Regions from separate parts of the Mus musculus genome. Here region 1 is linked to region 2. The links are chromatin contacts, called in public Hi-C maps. All regions are on one chromosome and are shown on one strand. Each heading gives the region's core, a stretch centred on a gene start, on an enhancer-like site or on the middle of the called end of the contact. The rest is flanking DNA. Distances are from core to core; before and after follow the strand shown.

Region 1 (5,924 bases), core at 1,972-4,471, 250 kb before region 2:
TTCTAAATTAATTTTTCTTTTTAAAACAAATGTCCATAATGACATTATAAAGGATTGAAAGAATAGTCTCAAAATTGCAAGATTTATGTATCAATATTAATTTGAAGGTATTTTTAAATTCTCACTTTAAAGAAACTAAAATTATAAATTTTAGATATAATGCAGGAATAATATCACTTGGTAAAAATGTATATGTAAGTTGAAAAACCAGGAGAATGCTGCTTGACTCTCCCAATTTACTTGGAATCATCTTTGATTATGTTACCATGTTTTTATCACATGACACCCCCCAAAAACCCTTGGGAAGCTGACTGAATAAAGACCATGTTGGGAGACATACCAAAGGTGGGCAACATGCTTACAAAGGTGGTGGGACCAGCAGCAGCCTGCCCCTAGCACTAGCATGTTCAAAGGTTCCCCTTACAAGAAAGTAATTGAAAAAACATAGAGCACACAAAAATCAGCCAAACACTCAAGATTGTCAATAAGCGGCTTTGACAAGTGAGAGAGAGAGAAGCTAGACAAACATGGGACAACTGGAAACGAGGGAGGGATGGGAAGGCTGGAGTCACCAGCCCTGGAGATGAACCTTCCCCAGGGCTTTTCTTTCTCATCTCCCACTCTTGTTACCTTGAAACCACAGTACCACTTGCCCTAGTCTCTGTGAACCCCTTTAGAGACCATGCTTTGTCATCTCAAATCTGCTCCTCACATGAAATCTAAACATATGTGCTTCTTTGCATGTAGAAAGAGTCAGATAAATATAAATAGAAATTGTACTGATTTACAATTGTACTCTTTTTTTTTTAACAGCTAGCAGTCTTGAAGGCAGGGAACATATATCTTCTGCATTTTGGCATACTAATAATTGGGCAACAGAATAAAAACATCTTTGCTGAGTTTATCTACACCAATATGCTCATTTAGAACTGTATCTTAGCAGAAGAATGCCCCAAAGTATATCTATTATCTTTGCATGGGGTGTCCTATGAATTGAAGGCTGTGAATCATTAGCTTGAGACTTAGGAAATCTAGATCACAGTCAAGACAAAGAGATGATGGTTTGGGAAAATCATCTAAACCCTTTCAACCTTGGTTTCCTTCTTTGAGGGGCTCAGGTGGCCTGTGTTCGAGGAGACTGTGTAACACCACAGACTCAGTTATTACGTGGGTTTATTTGTTGGTATAGCAATATCCAACTATACCTGGTTGTTGTTACAGTCATCAAGGAGGGATTTAATGACATCCAACCAAAGGGGTTATGTGGCACTTCAGAATGACTTCCAGTGCTTTTAGTCCTGTGTAACTTTTGTTTGCCATTTCCATTCATGCTTGATTTAAATTTGAACCTGATGGCAGGTTCATGTATCTTACTCAACTAAAGGTCTCCATATTCCTAAAACAACAATTAACAAAGCCTAGTTTTAATTTATTGTCTCAAGTTCACTATTAAGTACAAAGAATGAGCAAAATATTTTATTCTCAAGCTTGGATAATACAAAGTTGTTCTCAGCCTTAAAAACTAAAAAGAGATAAGTTGAGGCACTTTGTATAAAATTGCACTTGGACTGGGTGAAGGCATGAGCTGGGCCAGTCCAGCCACATTCCTCTGTCTCTCCTGACTGAGCTCCTAGGTTGTCCTCTAGGCAGCAACAAACCTATGTGTGCTCTTTCCTCCCATCCTTGTACTCTCGAAGTCTTTTCCCTGGGCTCTACCCAAACAATCAGAGTTAACAAAGAAGAAAACATCTGCTAAGGTCAGGATCTATTGTACACTTAGACCTGGTTTCAGTAATAGTGAATACCTGGAATCGTGGAGTTTTTCCATTGGCTTTATAATCTTTTTTTTTTAAAATAAATTATTCTATTGTTTCTTTGATATTTCAATTAATAAATTTTGATGATATTAATTCTCCTCTCTGAAACTCTCTCCTTATCCAATCTCCCATTCCTTTTTTTTTTCCTTTTTTAACTTTTTTTTTTTTTTTTCGAGACAGGGTTTCTCTGTGTAGCCCTGGCTGTCCTGGAACTCACTCTGTAGACCAGGCTGGCCTTGAACTCAGAAATCTGCCTGCCTTTGCCTTCCAAGTGCTAGGATTAAAGGTATGTGCCACCACTGCCCAGCAACTTTTTTTTTAAAAAGACTTATTTATTATTATATGTAAGTACATTATAGCTGTTTTCAGACACACTAGAAGAGAGTGGCAGATCTCATTACGGATGACTGTGAGCCATCATGTGGTTGCTAGAATTTGAACTCAGGACCTTCAGAAGAGCAGTCAGTGCTCTTAACTGCTGAGCCATTTCACCAGCTCTTCCTTTTTAACTTTCAAGTCCAATTAGTACTGCCTATCTACGCTTGGGTAAGTCGCTATCTACTAGAGTGTGGTCCACATACCAGGGGTCACACCCCTATCAAAAACTGACTCTCCTGCTCTGAGTAGCCATTAATTGTCAATAGCTCCTAAGATAGGGGTGGGATTTCACATCCCCTTCCTCTCTTCATGTTCTTGTTTTATCAGACTTGAGCATGTGGAAGTCATGTGTAAATGTTTTACCTCTGTGAATTCATATGTGGAACTGTCTTGTGTCTGGAAAATACAATTATAGTCACCCACCACCTCTGACTCGTACAGTCTTTCTGTATCCTCTTTCACAGTTAGCCTGAGTCTCAGGAGGATGGAGTATGATTCAGATGTCTCATTTAGGGCTGAGCAGCAGTATCCTACTATATATGAGTGAAGCACAAGAAGCAGGCTAATTCTCTATGCAAAACACACACACACACACACACACACACACACACACACACACACATTCTCTCTCTTTCCTTCCCTCAATTCCTCCTTCCTTCTCCCTTCTCCCTCTCTATATGTTCCTTCCCAGGCTCTCTGTGTATGTGTGTGTGTGTGTGTGTGTGTGTGTGTGTGTGTGTGTGTGTGTGTATGTGTGTGTATGTGTGTGTATGTGTCTGTGTGTGTGTGTGTGTGTGTGTGTGTGTGTGTGTGTGTGTATGCACGTGTGCGCTTGCGCATGTGAGCATGTGTGTGCATTGCATTGCTTTGGAAGAGAAATTCCAGCTACAAATTGTGTTTTTCTTCTAGCTCATCTGTAAGATAACCCATGAATGTAACTGTTCTCTAAAGTGGTTTCATCTGCCCTATTTGGGGGACACTGCTGGCCAGTAGGTGTCAGGGATGATTTTCCTTATTGCTGACAGCTCTTTATTGACTCAGCCAGCAATAGCTAGGTTGAAAAACATTGTTTATGCAAGGTCCACATGTGTGCTGCTATCTCATTAGGCGCAGATGTCTGTATTCTAGATACAATCTTTACACCAGCGCCCAAACCAACATTATGTTAAGGGACTGAATTCCACAAAATCCAGTCCTCATTATCTGAACTCGTTTGGGGGAGCAATGCCTCTTGTTCCTCTCCCAGCCTCTAGCCCTTTAAGTCACTAAGGGAGCAGTTTAAAAACAGTGAAATACACAGCAGGAAGGTATTTGCAACTGTAAGACTCTGGCCTTTACCAAGACTCAGGAGGTTGATCAGAATTCTGTCATGAGAATCTGTGCCTGTAGCCGAGTCAAAACAAAATATTTCTGATGATTTTGCCGGGGGAAAAATACAGAGAATTAACAGTGAGAATGATTAGTGGGGTGAGGACTAGGTTAGCTAAGTAAAGGTCACCAGATGGATTGCTGTTGTTTTATTGTTGTTGTTGTTGTTATAATAATAATAATTATTAAAATGACTCCTAGAGAAAATGTGAGCTAATTCCCTAACTGATTGTTAATTACCAGCAGAATTTGATTTAGAGTGACCAGGCAGAGGTTCTGTTGACCTCAAACCTGTTCTGCCTCAAGCAGAAAAACTAATTTAAATGAGGTTAGCAAGTAAGCTGGTACTAAGGATAGCAGGTTTAGTTAGATTTCAGGAAGACATGCTTGACTCTAGAGATGACTGGTGCTAATTCAGGGCAGCAAAGAAGGGATGGTAGGAAACCCAGCCCTGAAGTACATTCACCTAGCACTGCATTGGGTTTATAAGTCAATACGTGCTGATGGCAGAGTCAGGACAGAAATCATTTTTGTGCTGCTCTAGCTTACTATACACTTTTATTTATGAATTCCTGGTGAAATAATTTTGCCTCAATGATTTAAATAGAAAATGAAATGGTGAACGATTGCAATATTCTGTGTAAAATAAAGCTTTTAATATAATAGGAATCACTATAATATTTTGAAAAGGAAATATGTATAATTGGACCTGGGAGATGGCTCAGCAGGTAAAGGGACTTGTTTCCAAGCCTTGTAAAACTGAGTTCAATCCTTGTGGATAGACACAACAGAAGGAGAGAATAGATTCCTATAAGATGCCATCTGGTCTTCACATGTGGGCCCTGGCACAGGTACCCCAAAATGAATGAATAAATGAATGAATGAATGACATAATAAAATTGTACATTTCCTACTGGACTGCTTTTATGTTGGTATATTAAAATTTTTTAAAATCCCTGTTCTTTATAGATGGCAGTTTTACTAGCCTGGCAGGAGAGCAGGCATTTTAAAGAAAAAGTGGTACCCCTTTCTTTTGCTACCAGACTATTGAAATGAAGGATCCAGGAAAATTAAAATTTCACAAGACATAAAAGACTGGAACCCTGCTGCCAGTCAGAGGAGGGAATTGCCTCCCAGGAAGAGATTTCACACACTTCTGACATCTTATGGTATTTCCTTGCAGTGCACGATGGAGCCGGCCACTGTGATTCTAGTACTGTGCACTACATAATGCAGATCATTTAGGATTATGTTGTATTTCTATCAATTTGAATCTATTTTTAACCATTCTCTTCCTCTTTTGAGCGTCTTTTTCTCTCTGCCTCTGTCTCTGTCTCTCTCTGTGTGTTTGTGTGTGTGTGACTTTTTCTCTGTACACGTGGGCCCTGGCACAGTGAGTGTTTCTATCTCTTTCTTTTCTCTCTGTCTCTCTCTTTCTGTCTGTCGTCTCTGTCCCTGTCTCTGTCTCTTTCTCTGTATGTGTGTGTCTCCTTTCCAAAATTCTTTAGGAATTTTGTGCAATATGTTTTAGTCATAGTTACCATCCCCCAACTCTTTCCGGTTAGCCCTTGTTTCCCTACTAAACACATCTAGTCCAATGTGTGTCACCCAAAACTCTTGCCCCATTGAGTGGATGACTTGTCAGCTGCCACACCCTTTAAAAAATGATTACGATCAATTACCAATAGCTAGAGGTGGGATTTTGTTCATAGATATCCCCTCCTCCATGTTGGAATTTTGTCTGGCTTGAGCTTGGGCAGATATTGTGCCTGTCCTTTTGGTTTGGAGAATATTGTTTCTCTGTAGTTATCCACTACAGTAATGGGTGTTCTTATGACATTTTTCTAATACCTTTTTTGTTTTATCCTTCTTTGCCCAATCCTTTTCCTCATTGCTTTGCTACTCCCCCCGACCCCGCCCAGCCAGCCCCTGTCTTTATAGCCTTCTGTCCTCAGTATTCTCTTCCCACGTTCATGTCATATGCATTCTAGGATCATCACAACATTCATTCTTCAGACGTCATTTCACTCTACCACGGTCCCCTTCCTAGTTTCATGACCTATTTCCATGTTCTTTCTCACTTGATTGCATGTACATAAAAATCCAAGGATAAGATCTGCATGTGAGAGGGAACATGTGGTGTTTGTCTTACTGAGCCGGAGTTACCTCACTTAATATAATATTTTCCAGTTCCATTAATTTTCCTGAAGATTTCTTAATGCCATGAAAAAAAAAGCACATGATGTTTTAAATGGAGCATTCACTTCAGTTCTGTGTCAAGTCAGATTGTCTTTGTCATTTTTGTTAGAAGAGATGGGACAGAATAGAATTTGTGGGTTTTTTTTAACACTTATTTTATAA
Region 2 (5,689 bases), core at 2,964-5,463:
TGTGTGTGTGTGTGTGTGTGTGTGTGTGTGTGTGTGTGTGACACATAGACTATTCTTCCAAAGGGTTCTGCAGCATTGAGATACCCAATAAAGTCCCTGTAAAAGAAGTCAAATGACTCTCCTCATGAGTGGATTATGATCTGCTTCATAGACACACTGGGAATAGTACCAGGTGGAGGACTTAGAAGAAGGTAATTGAGACTTCAGGGCCTCATCGTCTCCTAAAGTGCCATCCCTCTGCTTAAAAATAAATACATAAAGAAAAGAAAGTAAGTCTTTTTTATTTTTTTTAATTTCATGTTCTTAGAGTTTCTGGTTGCTGAACAAATTTGCAAGAGCTTTAAGAATCCACTTTTTCCTAAAATAGTACCTCCTTCTTCCCCCCACGTCTCCTTCAACTGCTAGCTTGCCTGCAGGGACTCAGAAGTCCCGTCTATTCTGCCCAGCTCATTGACCACTAGCATCTTTATTGATGGATCAAAAACCAATTGAAGAACAGGACCTTAGTATCAGACCAAGTCCCTACAAATGTCTTCTTTCAAAAGTCAACTTTTTAGAAGTTCAAAACTACTACCCAGGTAACTGTTTCCCTGGATAAGCTACATGGGAACTACTATCAAGGAGCCAACAGGTACACAGGACCAAGCAGCCCGATGGCTCCCCCACCTTCCTTGAGAAGCAGAAGCATATGACCTATGAAGTAACATGGGTACTCCCTAGGGCATACTATAAAGAGATATGTTCTAAAACATTTTTTTCTTTTTCTTTTTTCTTTTCTTTTCTTCCTTTCTTTCTTTCTTTGTTTCTTTTCTTTCTTTGTTTGTTTCTTTCTTTCTTTTCTTTTCTTTCTTTTTCTCTTTCTTTCCTTCTTTCTTTCCTTCCTTCCTTCCTTTCTTTCTTTCTTTCTTTCTTTCTTTCTCTCTCTCTCTCACTCTCTCTCTCTCTCTTTCTCTCTTTCTTTCTTTCTTTCCTTTTCTTTTTATTTTTTTTTTTGACTGTGTAGCCTTGGCTGTCCTGGAACACATCTTAAAATTACATGTCCACATGTGTATTATACTTGATTGGACTATACATGTACATATGTGGAGCCCAGGCTCTTCTTATTCAAACATGTAAAAGATATGCATCTATCTGATATAGTCTTCCTATAAATTCTCCTGCTTTCTCATGACAAAAGATGCACTCTCATTTATATCTATGTGTGTATATATATATGAATATACATATAGACATATATAATACAAATATATTTATATATATTTATTAACATCCATATATTTCATACAAACATATGTATGTATTTATTAATGCCCACACATTATACATATTTTATATTTATATTTATATAGCTCCTCCTTGCCCTCTCACCAGACCTCTCAAACACATATTCCTTCCATTTCGTCCTCTTTTGCCTCCTCTGTTTCTTCTTCTTCCTTCCCCTTCTTTATAACACACTGAGTATAACTACTGCCACTTGCCTGAGCATAGACAACCTATCAGTGACCACACCCCCAAAGAAGAATGGCTGTCCCTCTCTCTGCAGCCATCATTTGCAAATACCTCCTCATCTAGGACTCCAGCCTTGTGATAACCTCCCCTTCCCGGCATCCATGATGGAATTAGATTGACTTGATTGTGTACCAGTCTTATTTAGGTGACCATAGCTGCTGTCCATTTTATTTCTATAGCACTGAGTTTAGGATGAAACATAAACCTCTTGGAAGTAAGAAATAATTTAACTATAGTTATCAGACGTTTATATTAGAGTAAGGATGAAAGATACCCAAGGAAAGTTTTAAAAAAGAAATATATATATATGGTATGGGGCTTGGGAGATGGCTCAGGTGTTAGAGGCACTTGGGTGCTCCTTGAGAGAATCCAGGGGCAATTTTCAATACTCAAATGGTGGCTTAAAATAGTCTGTAACTCCAGATTCAGAGGATTCAACACCCTCTTCTGGCCTCCACAGGTAATAGTACAAAATGTAGTACAAAACCACATGTAGTACAAAAACATACATGCAGGCAAAACAGCCATCCATGTAAAATAAAATAAAAATACATTTTGTTAAAATACCAAAGATGTAAAAGACCAGCTTTAGATTAATCAGGGCTTAAAACACAAAATAAAAGAAATCAAGGGTAGCTAGCAAGGTAGCTCAGGGAAAAGACACTGCCAAACCTGATGACTTGTGTCTGGCCGCAGGGATGGAAGAGCGCCTTCTCCCTCAAGCTGTCCTCTGACCTTCATTCTCCTGGAGTAAATGGAATGTTTTTAAGGTATAGAGATACGGTTCATCTCTCACGTGGCTCAACCTGAGCTGATCTTGACTGTAACTGGTAACTGTTAATCTGTGGAAAACAAGACACACACCCAGAAACTTGAACATACTGAGGTGTTCAAGGGTTCTTTATGGATTTCAAACACAGGTTCCTAAGAGTGGAGACTCTAGTCACCAAACTCTCAGGAAGCACAGACAGACAGACAGACAGACAGACAGACAGACACACACACACACACACACACACACACACACACACACACACCCCAAGTCGATGCTCCACAAGTCGTCTGATGAGTTACAATGGCAACACATTGCTGACCTTGGTATGTTATGCAACCACCTGGAACTGAGACCTGGGGCACTGAGGTTCATGGCTCAATAGCTGTTTCTTAATACATCAGCTTTGTTAAATAGGGGAGATATTGCATGAACAAAAGTAGGAAAATCTTCATTAAAATAAAGCTATTTCTTTTTTCATTCTTGAACTCCTGGAACCTACACTTCACTATGCTGTGCTGAGCCAACAGGCAAAACAACAGCCCACATTTCACAGACTGACTTGAATTTGAGACAGGATGGTAGAGTCTATGGACAATTCGGAAGCCCTTCCCAGCAGCAGTATCCTGACATTTCTCTCTAATCCCTTTCATCCCTGTCTAATCCACGAAAGGGCTTCTGCTTGAATACTGGACATCCAAACTCTTTGCAAACTTCAAAGGACTGAAGACTTCTTAGCTTCTTAGAGCAGAGCCAAACCAGCCAGGTGAAGAACATTCTCTTTTCAGGACACTTTCCTTCACAAACCCTGACAACAATGGTTAATAGACCACCAAAAAACTCCCTGACCTTCAAGCTTCCCTTTGAAAGAAAATATCACATACTTGGAAAATAAAGTCTCAGGTTCTGAAACAATTTTGTTTAAGAAAATAACAATTTTTTTGTTTGTCTTTACGTAAATAGTATTGTGACTAATTAAGGGGGAAATTAGCTGCCAGGTTACATGAAAAGACAAGACCTGTTTCCATGACATCTTTGCATTCATGGGAAGCTAGCTGATGGTCCGCTGCCTGTGTGGTGTGCAGCTCAGCTTTGCCGACTGGGACTCATTAGCCAGGGTTACAAAAATGTATCCAATGCTTTTTCCAGATATTCCACCGCAAACCAAGTACCACAGTGTCTGACCCCTGCCTTGAAGGCCTGGGTCTGAGCCCTCACACTGCTCCCTCCAGCTCAGCCTACAGCATGGGATTTTCATTAGATAGGTTTCCTTACACCAAGCTAATCCTGCAGAGTATAAATGGTCCTCTTTGGAGAGGTGGACAGGGAGGTGAACACACTAATAAATGGCTGCTCTTTAACCATTTCCATGATTTTTAATGTTTCATAAATAACTTCTTGTTCTACTCTTGTTTTTCCTAAGGATAAGTCAGCACGTATTCCAAAGGGTTTGGGGAACTAGCTAAACACTGGCAATACTTGTTTCTTAATGGGCGTTTGTTCCTGTTTTGTGACTTAGGAAGCTTATTCAAAGCAATGCTAAGCAGAAGTGCTCATGCCCAGTGAGGCCCAGGATAATGAGAAGTGAGGGACAGACACTGAGGCTGAGTGAAAACAAACGTCATGTACAGCCCAAGGATATATCTAAATTTCACAATTCTGGAAGCAGAATGCAGGCATCTAAGAGCCAACTGTGCAAACAAGGCACCCTGGCACTGTCCTTCCAGACCCTCTGTTTGTCAGGCAAGAGTGGATGTGGCCATCTCTGGTTTTTCTTTTCTGTTAAGATCTACAGGAGTCCCTTGCCTCGAGTTTACTTGTCAGATCAAACAGTCCTTTTGGAAGAACTGAGAGCACGGCTGATGGTACAGATGTACTTCCAGTAAGTCCTACCCAGCCCTCCTCCATCCCCTGTGAATCCTTTCAGTGCAAATGGGAAGTATAACTGATCATTCAAAGGGGAAGAAGCTGGGAGGAGAGGGGAGGAGAGGGGAGGAGAGGGGAGGAGAGGGGAGGAGAGGGGAGGAGAGGGGAGGAGAGGGGAGGAGAGGGGAGGAGAGGGGAGGAGAGGGGAGGAGAGGGGAGGAGAGGGGAGGAGAGGGGAGGAGAGGGGAGGAGAGGGGAGGAGAGGGGAGGAGAGGGGAGGAGAGGGGAGAAGAGGGGAGGAGAGGGGAGGGAGAGGGAGGAGAGGGGAGGAGAGGGGAGGAGAGGGGAGGAGAGGGGAGGAGAGGGGAGGAGAGGAAGAGTGAACTAAGTCTCTAATGACTTAGCTCTTGTGTACCCTAGAGGCATGGGTGGTAAGACTTTAGAGGAGTCATATGCACCTGATTTTTAGCCACTTCAATTCAAAGTGAAATTTGTGGGACAGAAATAGTCTCCTTTGATGATATCCCAAGATGGAAAGGCCCATATATGGGACCAAGTCCCATGTTTGACTCCATGAAAAGTGATAAGTCCTTGCCTAAGAGGCACTACTGCATGAGAGTAATCTCAAGGACAGATTAACTGAGGACCTAGAAGCTTCTCCAAGGAGTTAGGTTAGAGGAGGGGAACTAAACCACTGAGCTGGGCAGCCCTAATCCTCTCTCTAGCTGAGCCTCTCTTCAAACACCCCCATCTTCCCTTAGTAATGAGACCCCCTCCCAGATTTAGAGGTTCTAAGATTTTGTGGTGAATTTTCTGATTGACAATCCAAGGGCGGCCTTTTGCAGAGAACCCTGAACTCCCTCAATAGCAATGTTTTAAGGACAAATGAAGGAAAACAACCTTGAAAATAGCTGGGTTTTGCTTTTTAAAACAAAGCTTCAGCCTGAAGTGCAACTATATTTTAATATCTAAATACATGAAATAGATAATCAAAAGTCCTTATTACTAGGCTGCCAGAAACCTTGAAGTAACTCAAATACTGAATGACCTTTAGAGGAAAACCCAAGGGCCGCTTAAATATGCCTCATTTTTCTGAACCGCAGCATAGCTGATGGCTGATGTATCCTCCAAACTGCATATTTATACTCCTGTCTGCTAGTTGAATAGGTGGCTGGGTTCTTGTTTTGTTTTGCTTTATCCAAGTGGAATGCATTTCTCTAGGAGCACATCGTATCTTAGACCTGGGTCTGGAGGGAGGCCAAGGAATGTAAGATCAGAGAGTGCCTGAAGTTACCAGATAATGGCCAGCAGGCAATGAAGCTTTTGTCTCTGCAAAATAAAGAATTGGACTCGATGAGCTCTAAGAGTCTTCCAGCTTGAACATTCCATATGCACCAACAAACAAGAAAAATCTGATCCCGACTGGGTGGTTTTTAAAACCTCACAAATCTCTAAAGCATCAGGAAAGTGTGGTCGTACCAGACATATTTCACTTATGTGCATTTCATCATTGCTGAGCACTTTCCAAGTGCAAACATGGGG

What was found. A called contact is a pair of places that touch in the nucleus more often than the background predicts.
Region 1: a Hi-C map of the HPC-7 cell line shows a contact between it and region 2, with 2.9 times the contacts expected there. The contact joins two enhancer-like sites. A contact is called at or near these places in 2 of 484 Hi-C or Micro-C datasets (the HPC-7 cell line and cerebellar granule neurons).

Annotation. Positions count from the first base shown.
Region 1 is chr16:58,153,043-58,158,966 of GRCm38.p6, reverse strand. No RefSeq gene overlaps it. Among named protein-coding and RNA genes, the nearest start is that of Gm41463, 7.3 kb to the right of the region's middle. Within about 2 kb of position 3,221, at least 2 of the 459 cell types and tissues checked have an H3K27ac peak or open chromatin away from gene starts, as enhancers often do. A contact at or near this core is called in the HPC-7 cell line, where this site is marked.
Region 2 is chr16:57,900,850-57,906,538 of GRCm38.p6, reverse strand. No RefSeq gene overlaps it. Among named protein-coding and RNA genes, the nearest start is that of Gm24039, 20 kb to the right of the region's middle. Within about 2 kb of position 4,213, at least 25 of the 459 cell types and tissues checked have an H3K27ac peak or open chromatin away from gene starts, as enhancers often do. A contact at or near this core is called in the HPC-7 cell line, where this site is marked.